Regions from separate parts of the Hordeum vulgare genome. Here all the other regions are linked to region 1. A link is a contact called in public Hi-C data. All regions are on one chromosome and are shown on one strand. Each heading gives the region's core, a stretch centred on a gene start, on an enhancer-like site or on the middle of the called end of the contact. The rest is flanking DNA. Distances are from core to core; before and after follow the strand shown. Region 1 holds the start of LOC123443400. Region 2 holds the start of LOC123443398 (syntaxin-22-like). Region 3 holds the start of LOC123443397 (ABC transporter F family member 4-like).

Region 1 (4,276 bases), core at 136-2,635:
AAACAGTCGTTCATATGCATTACTGAATTATGCATGCAGGAGCCCGGAGTCGCTGAAGCTGAATTTGCTCTATACGACATGAGTCATAAGTTTAAGACGGTCTTTGGAATGCGCAAACCAGCTCCTCCTATTCTACCCAAGGACAAGACCTTCTTTGACTCACTTGATTCGGATGGTACTTGTCCTCCATGGTTGTCTGAAGAAGATATTTCCTACTACGCAGACAAATTTGAGAAGACAGGGTTTACAGGAGGGCTTAACTACTACAGATGCATGGACTTGTATGTCACCTACGGCCCATTCTCACTGTCTTGGTTTTACAATTAACTGCTTTATTTACTGTTGTTAGCAAGGAAAATTATTTCATTTCAATTATTCACTGATGATATAATCTGTACTGCGTAACTTGATGCTTTTGAGTTATCAGATGAGGGGAATTGCTTCCTAAATGCTAGTTGCCGTAACCTACAAAGACTAGGTTCAACATGCCCTTTCTTAACAGTTTTAAGTTGGTTAATGTATGTCTGAATTACATACGTAACATATCTGTTTGCGCCAACTTCAGTTCAAAAGTTTATGAGTGAAGGCATTTTGCCAGAGTTAACACAGGCGTCAACTTACTTTTGTGTTGATGCAGGAACTGGGAGCTTTCTGCGCCATGGACCGGAGCTCCAGTAAAAGTAGCAACAAAATTCATCGTTGGGGACCTGGACGTGACATACAACGTGCCGGGGGTGAAAGACTACATTCACAAGGGTGGCCTCAAAGCGAACGTGCCTAATCTGGAGGATGTGGTTGTCATGGAGGGAGTGAGCCACTTCTGCAACCAGGAGAAGCCTAATGAGGTTTCAGATCACATCTGCGAGTTCTTCAGCAAGTTCTGATTATATAAAGAGAGTCTCGGCGAACCTACTTGTTTTAGTGTTGTTTGTGTAGTTATAACTTGCCGATTACACATGCCATGATACCGAATTTTCTCTAAATAAAATCATGGTTTGATTTTCACAGCAGAATTTCTGTGAACTCTCAGGTCGTACTGTTTCTGTGAAGAGGATCAAAATGTAACCTGTGGGCAGCAGTGAAATCTTAGTACTCCCTCCGACCCATATTTACTGTAGCAACTTTAGTACTGTGCATTTTTATACTGAGTACCTGAAACTGGTAGTAGAAAGCACCGCTAGATTACCATTTCTTCTTTATTCGGGTCTGTCTCTTGAACATCTTTTTTTTTTTTTTTGCTTAGGTTCATACTGAGGTAGTGGAATTCCTCAGAAAATAATTTCTTATATTCCTCAGAAGAATACTTAGGTAGCGGACAAACAGATGGGAAGAATTTGCGCGGGGGCAATTTCGTGTTATTGTGGGAAATAAAATTGCTTGGCTTGTTCAAAAAAGATGTTATGAAACACCTCTGGCTAGCCACAAGTAAACTCAGGTATGGGCCGATCCCTGCGCACTTCAACTATGCAGCCCATTACCTTTCCGACTTGTCCGCGCATCCCGCTTCCCCTCTAGTAGCTTCCGCCAGAAGGCCCGGCCTCCCGTACAATGATGAAGCAGCACGGCAGCAGCCACCGTCGGCTTTGAAAAGAGCGGAGTGGAGAAAGGAATCGCTGAGCTCCTCCATCCAACTGCTTCCACCACAAGCCAAGCCAAGCCACACTGCCTGCCTTCCTGCTCCAGCCTACCCTCCCACCGCAAGCCAGAGTGTGGCCCGCCACCGCCAGAGATTCGCAGCCATGTCCGACGAGCTCAGGCGCGGGATCGCGGGCTCCGCCGCCGTCGCCGCCTCCCACCCGGCGCCCTACGCCGCGACGCGGGCCCCGGCCGACGCCGACCGCAGGCTCGCCGCCTCCGCCACCGCCGCCCTGGGATCCCCGCCGCCGGCCGCCGCGTCGCCCACGGCGCACAAGATCACGCTCAAGAGCGCCGACATGAAGGAGGAGATGCAGAAGGAGGCGTTCGACATCTCCCGCGTCGTAATCCCCTTTCCCCCTTGCACATTGGATTCTCGATTTGGTCCCGCCGCGCTGTCCCGGCGTGGCTGACGGGGCTGTCCGCTGGGGTTTGGTGTGGGGAATTTATCTATCTGTTTGTTTGTTTGTTTTGCAATACCAGGCGTTCGAGAAGCACACCATGGAGAAGGACATCGCGGAGTACATCAAGAAGGAGTTCGACAAGAATCACGGCCCTACCTGGCACTGCATCGTTGGCCGCAACTTCGGTAATCCCCTCCCTTGCCCCATTCCCTCTCGAAATAGCTTTGTACGGAGGGTGGATGTGCTTTGGGGTCATCTGGCTAGCTTGAGCGTGCACATTTTCTTCTCTTCTGAGGTTGGTTACAGGCGACCATAAACTTCTGCTGATGAATATATCTTCTATGGGGACAGTGACCGAGGTATAATTTCTGTGGATGTCTGATGGAGCAATAGAACGTTGAGTTAACTGCATAAGTGACCCTTGAGATTATGCATTTCAGAAGGACTTAGAAGGGCCGTAAGGATAAATTGTCTGGATGAGCACTAAGGAAATAGGATGAGCTAATGTAGTTTGATTCCTTGCTCACAGAGCTCGTTGTTTGGATGTTAATTTTTCTAACGATGCAAATATTTCTCCAAGCTTGATTCAGGCAGCTTGTCTACAGATTAGGTTCTGGCTGGTATCAACCAGTTCCAACTTCCAGTAGCTATTATTCAGTTTGTTGTGTTTTCAGTTGAGAACCTACCTCCTCGGAGGCAAAGTTCGGATCAAGATCCAACACGAAAACGATAAGAAGAAAATCGGATCGAATCCGAAAAAGAAAAGCAAAATAAGGGGGAAACATGCAAAACAATGTTGAAGCCGTAGATCGACTAGGCATAGATAGATCCGGTGTAACCCTTGTACTCACCTAATCCCGAGCCCGTGGAACTCCCTGCTCCGGCCATCGGTGCCGGTGTAGTCGTCGGAGACGCGAGAGAAAGGTGTGGTCGTGGGTGGTGCTTCCCGTGAGCACTGCGCTAAACCCTAGATCGGAAGGGGATTTTGGTGGGGAGTCTGGCGGCGCGGCTAACCTCGCACCGTGTGCCCCGGCCCCCACCACTTTATTTATAGCGCAGGTCACAGGGGCCCACCAACCATAACGGGTTGGGCGCCCCCCATCAGGGCGCATGGATCAAGGGCCCGGTGGGCCGTTGGGCCCACACGGAAGAGATCAACCTAACAATCTGGAGTCTATGTTTCAGTCTTTCTTGTCTAAAACTAATTTGGAATAAATTGCGCTTGGATCCTTATATGCAGTGTCATTGCCATGCTAGTTTATCTGATAGTGAGATGCATGGAAAACTGACTGACATGTTATGTACAGATTTCTCGACTGACTTGGTAATGCCATGCCACAAGATTTTCTGTGTCATGCCACATGGCATGCCATGTCATCTTAGAGGTTTACATGATGTACCATATCATCTGTTTCCAACTTTGCATTATTATAACCTTGACAGTTAACAGGCTGAAAGAGAGTATGGGAACCTCAAATGTAATTAGCTCATCTGAATGTGAAGTGGTTCTAGAAGGACGACAGATTAATCAAATATCTTTGATATGTATAGATAGTTGCATGTTAATTATACATTTTCAACTCCGCCCTCTACGATTTTTGTTTTGTTTTGTACTTGAGGTAACCATTTCATTTCACCAGATTTCTTAGAGTTTCTCGACAGTATTTGTTTGCAAGCCAGACCATTTGACAGTAGAAAGTCGCATCAGGAATGCAGATAATCAATAACCCATGTATGGTCGATATGCATTGGATTTTATTCCTTTAGTTGGCACTAACCAAACAACAATGATGGCCATTAATTAGGCCCATGACATAAGAGTCCTCTCATTTTTATTCGCTTTATACCATCATTTTCTTCATAATTGTTAATCTAAACTTTAGCAACATGTCAAATTTCCTTATCCAATAAACAGAGAGGGGGGGAGTGGGGGACCAAGGGAACCATATGGCTCAACCTTTGTTATATTGACTGTTATTACTTGCTAGCTTCTCACCCTGAAAGTGCCTAGGCCTATTTTATTGGCCACTATGGTTGCCTCAGTTCGCCAGCATTCAGATAAGGCTGGTTTGATCAAGGAGACGGGTGTTTGGTTTGTGACCGCACCTTAGGCAAGATTCGTTTTCTGATAGTTGTCTCCAACTCTCCATACGTCACCGAGTAAAAAAAGAAGTGTTGCAGGGTTGCCTCAGGCATGATGAAATGTGTCATTGGCGTCAATTTTCTTGGACTAACTT
Region 2 (4,211 bases), core at 639-3,138, 520 kb before region 1:
AGCTTTCTGAAACTCTTTTAGGACTGCTTGGAAATCCTTTGCTAGCTTCGCATCAGCAATCTTTTTGGTAGCCTGTAGTTTAAAACATAGTCAGAATCGCATTGTGTAGAAAATAAACCAGAAGCCCATATGGAAGAGCAAATACATCCAAATAAATAAAGCCACAGAGGAATGAAGATGCAAAGATGGAAAAACTAATATCAAGTGAAACACCATATATGATAAATTTGGGTACCACATTTGATATTGTATTCATGATACCAGCAATTACTGGCAAAAAAGTTCATGGACAGTATGCCACCATGCTAAAAAAAATCATGACCATGAATGTTAAGAATGAAGGAAAACCTTATTAGTTATCTACCAAAGGAGTCTAATTTCCTAGTGCGTCAGCACAAGACCATTGATATTTGAATACCAAATTCTATTTGAGGATTCCTATCAAAATACATGAATTGGAGAGTTTAGTTACCATGACTAAACTCCAAAAGCACTGTTACTTTCTTATGTACTTGCAAACAAAAACAAAAAACAGTTGCAGGTTCTGTTTAAGTGACAACATTACAACAGAACAGATGGTAAGAATCAGCTAGAAAAGTATTTATTTATTATTTTTTTGTTATTAATGAACTAAAAGTAACATCCAAGCTAAAGTACATGACTAAGAAAAGATTCAAATTCTACATGGTATCACTCTTTTGCATGCTCCGACAAATGAGGGAAAACAGTACATAAATGCTTCTAACAACAAAGGAAATATCAAACAGAAATATGTAAGTAGATCAAAGGGATAGACACATACACTGGCTTCAAGACGATGATCCGCCTCACTAGCTTGCTTAAGCTTCTCCGATGTATCCTTCACAAGTTGTGTTATGTGTGCTCGTGTTTTGTGTCTGCAAGCAACGGCAAAACTGATAGTTAGACGCCTATCATAACAAATTGAACGGGTGCCAGAAGAAGGTTTATTGAACGTTTAGTATAGTTAACATATTAAGGGCTATAACACAGCATGAACAAGTTATAAATGATATAAATCACATGAATTTCGGAAGAAAGAGCGCTAAAACATTTCATTTGATGTCACTGATGATGGGTCTATTCATTCAGTGATTCGCCCAACTAACCTATGCGCGAAGGTTCGTCAAAACGTAAAAAAGACGAGATAACTTTAAAGGCGTGGTTAATTTGACGCCCTGCAGAGTAGGCGGAAAAAAATGGGGTGCAATAAGCCCTAGGCAATCTCCGACACAAAGATATTGATTGTTCGCACGCACGCACGCATCCAGCAAACAAACATAACCTAAATCGGGATCAGAAATCGAGCCGCAGAATTCTCCCCCCAATCCCGCGCACGCTTCCGAAATCGTCACAGCGCCCAGCCCGGGATTGCCAAATCCATCCCGCAATCGAACCAAAACCATCCTGGAAACGAGGGGAGGGGTGCTAGGCAGGGTAAAGACGGCGGCTCACATCCTGTCGCGGAGGTCGGGCGTGTCCTTGGGCGTGCCGAGCGTGTTGACGAGGCGCTGGAAGGTGGCGACCGCCGTGTTGATCTGGAAGACGCCCGACGCGACGGCCTGCGAGGCGCCGGCGCCGGCCCCCGCCGCCCGGCCGTTCCTCCGCGGCGTCCCGCGGACGCCGTTCCCGGCCTCCAGGTCCTGGAAGCTCATCCCGTCCGCCGCGAATTGACCGATCGGCGGCTGGCTACCGGGGACTCGGCGAAATTCCGGGGAGGATTTTGTGGGGGAAGAGGTCGCGGCCGGCCGAAAAGGGGAGGGATTTGGGGCGGGGGCTGCGTCGCCTGTGCTCCGGTGTCACGGTTTGGTTTCGTCTCGTGGAGTTTAATTGGAGATTCCGGGGTACGTACGTACACTCGTGGGGGTAGAGGGAGCAAGGGGAGTTAACTTATCGCGGTGCTGTGCCTGAGCTGGTGTTTGGGGCCAGGCCAGGCCAGGTCGGGTAGGGAGCTGGTTTTGTCGGGGCGCGTACGCGGCGTTATTCGCACACGGTCGCACGCGCCGGCTAGAGGAGCGGATGGGGCGCGGTGAATTAATTATTACTATTAGCGTGTTAACAATTGTCTTAATTATGTTTTACAAGTCAAATTGTTTGACGCACGCAAACTCACCCCCACCTGTGGTTGAATGGATAATTGTATCTGACACATGTGATAAGCAATCCAACCCCTCGGTCGCGAGAAGAACATCGGCTGGGATCCCCCCTCCCGCAAGCGTCGGCGGGAAACCCTAGCGCCCACCTCCTCCTTTTCACTGTACCTCCTTCCCCTCGCCGCCGCCCCACGTGCTAGCAGGCAAAGCCCGATCAGCTCGGGCGGCGGCGGGGCCTCCTCCTTCCCCCGCCTGACGCTGGATGGCGCGGGCCATCTGGGTCGGACGACAACGCAACGTGAGCTCAGGGCGCGGCGGCGGCAGGTGCGCATGCTGCTTGCGGCGGCGTGGAGTGACTGATGCGGATAAGGGGTGTGCACTGACCTCGGCGGCGGCGGCCCTGTGTTCGGCCTAGATCTGACGCGGCTCAGTGCGTGGGGCTTGGGCCCTGGTGGTAACGTGCTCCAGCTCACCGCAGGGGCTGGCTGGCTCCGGTGGGCGGTCCCTGCTGCGGCGCTGCCTGGTGGTGGCGGGTCTGCCGCCCCCTGCCAGATCCGGCCCTAGGGGGCGTCTGGAGATGGCAGGTGTCACGGGCTCGCCGGCGTTTGCACGTGGTTAGGTTAATGGCTCCTGCGTGAGGGTGGCGTCGTCGTCGCGTAGAAGGTGTGTGGAATAGCGGGCTTGCAGACTGGTGGTGTTGCGCCACCGGTTGCGTGGGGATGCTCGGCGAGGTGGCTCCGAGCGAAAGCTTAGACGGTACGCCGTCCGCGGACGTTGTTTTTCCTCCTTGGGGGGGGGGGCGTTGTGGAGCCCTTCCTTGCCCAACACCTTCGGACCATGGACATCGCGCGAAAGCCTAAGACTCCGAAGTGAGTCGGGTGACTACGTCGTTCTTCCATGTCGCTTTACCCCCTTGGGCGTTGCCTTGAGGGTCACTGGCCTCTTCCGTGCTTTTCCGGAGCTGGACACACACGACATCGGGGTCGGCAGCTGCCCAATTGGCAATGTGGTTGGCACGACTTCTTGTGTGGTTACGATGGCGGCTTCGGACGTAGTTGGTGTGTTGTTGAGCTTTGGTAGTCGGTCTCATCCGACGTGTTCGAAGGGTTGCCGCACCTCACTTTGTCTTCCTGAAGTCGGAGCTGCTGAGGCGGGGCCTTGCGGCGACGATGACGCGAGGCGGTTGGCTGGTTGTGGCGCTCGCTCGGCTCAGACTCAATGTTTTTCTCCTACAATGCACGTCGACAGAGTCGAAGCTGTCTGGTAGTTGGCGCGTGCGGTTGACTGTTTGGCAGTGACCGGCGTTGGCCTCAGTGTTTGCTTGCGGTGAGGCTATATTTATGGTCGTTGATGGTGGAGTCGGAATCGCCCTTGGATAGGTATGATGGCGATGACACTGGATTGTAGCCTCAACGGTGTTATCTCCTCGGCGACGTGTGTGTGTTCTTATGCGGGTTGCCAGTTCGCCCTGTGTATATTGTGTGAACGTGTTGTAACGATTTTCGTCCGATTTTTCATTAATCAACCGGACAATGTTCTTCTTTCTTATTAATAAGATGAAGCAAAGCTTTTGCCTTCATTTAAAAAAACAATCCAAACAATTTAAAAATATATATATTCAAATCACCAAGGTTTAAGTGATACGACTTTACACGTACTTGTACTTTCACATGATACGCCGACGACTATGAAGATTGTTGTGCTAACTCGTGCACTGCAACAGAGAAGCTACGCGAACATATCCTCTTCAAACACAACCCACCCATTGCATTGACTAGCGCCTCAAGCTCCATCTAGGAGACTCGGCATCAGACTCTTTTTTTTTGCGAATGAAAGTATTTCATTGATCAATCAAAATAGTCTTTCTTACATATGATATCGATCTCCTCCGGAGTACTACGCAGCCACACCGCAGTGCGTTGTTTGTGATGACCGAAGTGGGCAAGGGCATCAGCAGTCTTATTCCTACTTCTTACCACATGTGATATGACATGTTCACCCACCTCATCTAAGTTCCGTTTGATCTGTGTCACCATGGTTGCACACGGTGATCTGTTGAGGCCATCTTGGGTAATCATCCGAGCCGCAGTCAAGCAGTCT
Region 3 (4,031 bases), core at 299-2,798, 960 kb before region 1:
TTACCAAGGCCCCTTACAGACCTCATCTTCGGAGGCAATGGCGGAGGGGCGTCAGTGACCACATTCTTCTTCCTCCCTCTGCGGTTTGTCACCACCAGGGCCTCCTCCTCTTCCTTCTCTGGTTTAGGGGGCTCCACAACATTCTTCTGCCTGCCACGGCGCGTCACCACTGCGGCTTCGTCCTCCTTTTCCTTCTCTGGTTCAGGGGCCTGCGCAACGTTCTGCCTGCCACGGTGAGTCACTGCTGTGGCCTTCTCCTCCTCTTCCTTCTCTGGTTCAGAGGGCTCCACAACATTCTTCTGCCTGCCACGGCGCGTCACCGCTGTGGCCTCCTCCTTCTCTTCCTTTTCTGGTTCAGAGGGCTCCACAGCATTCTTCCGCCTACCACGGCGCGTCACCGCTGTGACCTCCTCCTTCTCTTCCTTTTCTGATTCAGAGGGCTCCACAGCATTCTTCTGCCTGCCACGGTGAGTCACTGCTGTGGCCTTCTCCTCCTCTTCCTTCTCTGGTTCAGAGGGCTCCACAGCATTCTTCCGCCTGCCACGGCGCATCACCGCTGTGGCCTCCTCCTTCTCTTCCTTTTCTGGTTCAGAGGGCTCCACAGCATTCTTCTGCCTGCCACGGCGAGTCACTGCTGTGGCCTTCTCCTCCTCTTCCTTCTCTGGTTCAGAGGGCTCCACAACATTCTTCTGCCTGCCATGGCGCGTCACCACTGTGGCCTCCTCCTTTGCCTTCTCTGGTTCAGGGAGCTGCGCAGCATTCTTCTGTCTGCCACGGCGCGTCACCACCGTGGCCTCCGCCTCCTTACCCACCTCGCCATTCCCTGGCCCAGAAGGCTCCACGGGCTTCATGTGCTCTCCACGGCGTGGCGCCTCGACAGTCTCCTCCATCTCACACAGGGGCTCCGCTGCAGCCAGCTTCCGCCGTCCTTTCCGGCGCGTAACCACCTGGGGCTTCTCATCCACCGCCACTCCCTCTGCCTCTGGATCTGCCTTCTGCGTGTTGGGGTGCTGGGCGGCCGGCGGCGCTTTCTTCAGTGCGCCACGGCGGGTCACCGCAGGGGGCTTCTCCTCCGCCACCATCGGCGCCACCGCTGCCGTCTGACGCGAGGAGCGCCTAGAAGTGGGGTTGGCGATAGGCTTGGGATCCGAATCAGGCGCGATGGAGACGGCGAGCACGGTGGAATCGCCGACCTTGATTAGGTCCCCGTGGGAAAGCGGGGCGGGGACGGAGGGCACGAGGGGATTGCCGTTGAGGAGGGTGCCGTTGGAGGACCCGAGATCGGAGACGGCCCACCCGGCGCCGGGCGGCGGGAGGAACTCGATGACGAGGTGCTGCTGCGACGCTCCCCCGTCGCGCACGGCGAGATCGTTGCCCTTGACGACGCGACCGACGCGGAGGGCGGCGCCCGCGCTGCACTGCCGGGTCTCCCCCTCCCGTGGCCCCTTCTCCACCGCCAGGGTGAGCATCGGCGGCGGAGCGGCCATTGGAGAAGGTGGGGATTGGAGGGTTTCCTCTTTTTTTTTTTTTTTCCTTGCCTGTGAATGAGGTTTCAAAATAAGAATCGGGAGGGTTTGGGCGTTTTGAGCACTTTGCAGCAATCAGGGGAGGGGAGCGGGTGCACGGGCCCGCAGGCAGTGTGCGTGAGAGAGAATACGAGGCGTTCGACCGTTACTTCTGGGCTTTGCAGGCCGATGTGGCCTGGTGGGTCTAGATGGTTTTTCTTTTTTCCTTTTGTGGGTGTAGATGGTGATATTGAGCAACGCATGTGTCTGGTGTTTCTAAAAAAAAACGCATGTGTCTAGTCGATGTAGCACAGACCCTCCTGTCATAACCTTTTGGTCATTAAGAAATGAAAACCCTCGAATGAAAATTAAGAAAAAAAAACATCACCAAACATCTGCGTTCGAAGAATCTCAAAAAACATGGTGGCACTAATAATCCGGGAGGTTAATATTGTTGATGTTAGAAGAACGACAATTTGTATTATTAGAAGGTCAAAGCCATCATATAAACACACAAAGATGAGGAAGGCAAAAGGTTACAAGAGGATGTCAATCACTAATATAACTCTAACACCCCCCCTCCCTGGTCAAACTCATGGCGGATCCACGACACTGAATTTGAAGAGGTGAAATCCATGTTACGCTCTAGTATGAGACTTTGTGAAGAAGTCCGCTGAGTGTAACTTAGAAGGCACATACTGAAAAGTAGCAACATCCTGCACAACAGCGTGCGCATAAGAAGCATTAACACCAATATGCTTGGTAACCTCATGCTTCATGGGGTCCTGCACGGTACTGATATAGCACATGTGTTGTCCGACAAGATTGTGGTAGGTGTAGTAACAAAAATGCCAAGTTCGTACAGTGACCATCTTAAGCAAGTCACCTCTGCCGTCAGAAGAGCCATACCTCCTTAACTCTGCCTCTCCACTCAAATGGGAAAATGCACTCTCTTTCTTTGTCTTCCATGAAATGAGAAACCACCAAGAAAAAGCACAGTAGGAAGAAAGTGAACAACGATCCATAGGATCACTAGCCCACGTAGCATGTGAATAGGCCTGGAGGTGTAACGAGCTAGAACAGGGGGGAGACAATGAGGGATCGTGCCATGAAAATACCGTAGAATACGAAGAAGGTGACTATAGTGAACTAAAGTGGGAGCATAAACAAACTGACTCGAAATATGGACAAGATACGAGGTATCCGAACGAGTGACATCAGGATACACAAGACTCGCAACAAGATGATTATAACACATCGGATCAAACAAGGGCTCACCCTCAGAAGCATGAAGGTGAACATTGAACTCCATAGGAGTCTCGGCAGTGCGCACATCACTAAGAGTTGCACGATGTTAGAGCATATATCTCCATATGTGGTTTTTGGTAATTGATGACAATTCCTATGGACTAATGGTTGCCTTAAGTTATATTTATAGGATTTGTCCATAGGCACTTCTTGAAGTCCATCTGTTGGGTTCAAGGAGTTTATATGATGACCAAGGTGGTATTCAAGGTATTATCCAAAGAATGGTTATAGAGACACAAGGTTGATCAAGATCGTCGGACAAAGAGTAAATCAAGATGATCAACACACAAAGCGTACAAGATGTACCGAGGGGGATCAAGTGATCCCATGGTATGGTATGCATTGTCCAGTACGTATTTGTGTACTAACCCATGGTCTTCTTGAGAGTTCTATGTGGGGTTAGGTGTGTTTCCGTGGGCTTGCGTCAAGAGGAATATCTCATACAACCCATGGAGGATGACGTCAAGTGATGGAGGATGGTGGCAATGGACTTGTGAAGATATGCTGAAGAGCGGCTCACCCATAGTGTGTATGGGGGAGCAATCAACTAGTCTTCATCAAGCCAACACAAGCAAGAGGAATATCTCATACAACCCATGGAGGATGACGTCAAGTGATGGAGGATGGTGGCAATGGACTTGTGAAGATATGCTGAAGAGCGGCTCACCCATAGTGTGTATGGGGGAGCAATCAACTAGTCTTCATCAAGCCAACGCAAGCAAGAAATGTGGTCCATCTTGAGGAAGCCAAGATCATTGTCATCTAGCTCAAGAGGACGAGGTGCAAGATATAGGTTTTCCCTTGATAGGTTTTCTGTTTTAGGATAGATTGTCGTACTGTCACGGGGGGCTCTCAAGTGAGTAGCTTGATGGTATCGTTCGTTGAGAGCTCAAACCATTTGCATCCTTGCATCATACTTATTGGTTCTTGTTTGGTATTTCTCTTTGTGAGTTTTAGAGCTGATGGTCATCTTCATGACACGCTCGAGTTCATCGAAAACGGAGTCCATATGCATCTTCTATGATGTTTTCGATGTTGAGAGTTTTTACCGGTCTTATTCGAAGAAGGGTTCTCAGCATTCTCCTATGAGACTTTTCTCACTTGCTTATTATTTATATTTCTATCGAGATTGTGTTAGCCCATGTCGTTAGCTTTCCAACAAACTTGGTTTCGTTGAATTCGGAGTCCGTATGTGAAAGTTACAGCTGTTTCAGTATC

The links. Hi-C and Micro-C count contacts between places; a contact is called where the count stands out from the background.
Region 2: a Hi-C map of leaf shows a contact between it and region 1, with 8 times the contacts expected there. The contact joins the promoter of LOC123443398 here to the promoter of LOC123443400 in region 1. A contact is called at or near these places in 4 of 6 Hi-C or Micro-C datasets (leaf and seedling) and 1 of 1 datasets of contacts at active chromatin or transcription factors (embryo).
Region 3: a Hi-C map of leaf shows a contact between it and region 1, with 7 times the contacts expected there. The contact joins the promoter of LOC123443397 here to the promoter of LOC123443400 in region 1. A contact is called at or near these places in 4 of 6 Hi-C or Micro-C datasets (leaf and seedling) and 1 of 1 datasets of contacts at active chromatin or transcription factors (embryo).

Annotation. Positions count from the first base shown.
Region 1 is chr3H:174,642,008-174,646,283 of MorexV3_pseudomolecules_assembly, forward strand. It overlaps LOC123443400, which reads left to right and starts at 1,386. Exons shown (of 3, transcript XM_045119745.1): 1 at 1,386-1,979; 2 at 2,119-2,224. The coding sequence starts at 1,401. LOC123443401 (epoxide hydrolase A-like) reads left to right here. Exons shown (of 4, transcript XM_045119746.1): 3 at 40-281; 4 at 638-1,010. The coding sequence ends at 884.
Region 2 is chr3H:174,121,747-174,125,957 of MorexV3_pseudomolecules_assembly, forward strand. It overlaps LOC123443398 (syntaxin-22-like), which reads right to left and starts at 1,889. Exons shown (of 7, transcript XM_045119744.1): 1 at 1,474-1,889; 2 at 803-896; 3 at 1-72. The coding sequence starts at 1,673.
Region 3 is chr3H:173,682,132-173,686,162 of MorexV3_pseudomolecules_assembly, forward strand. LOC123443397 (ABC transporter F family member 4-like) reads right to left here and starts at 1,549. Exons shown (of 2, transcript XM_045119743.1): 1 at 1-1,549. The coding sequence starts at 1,487.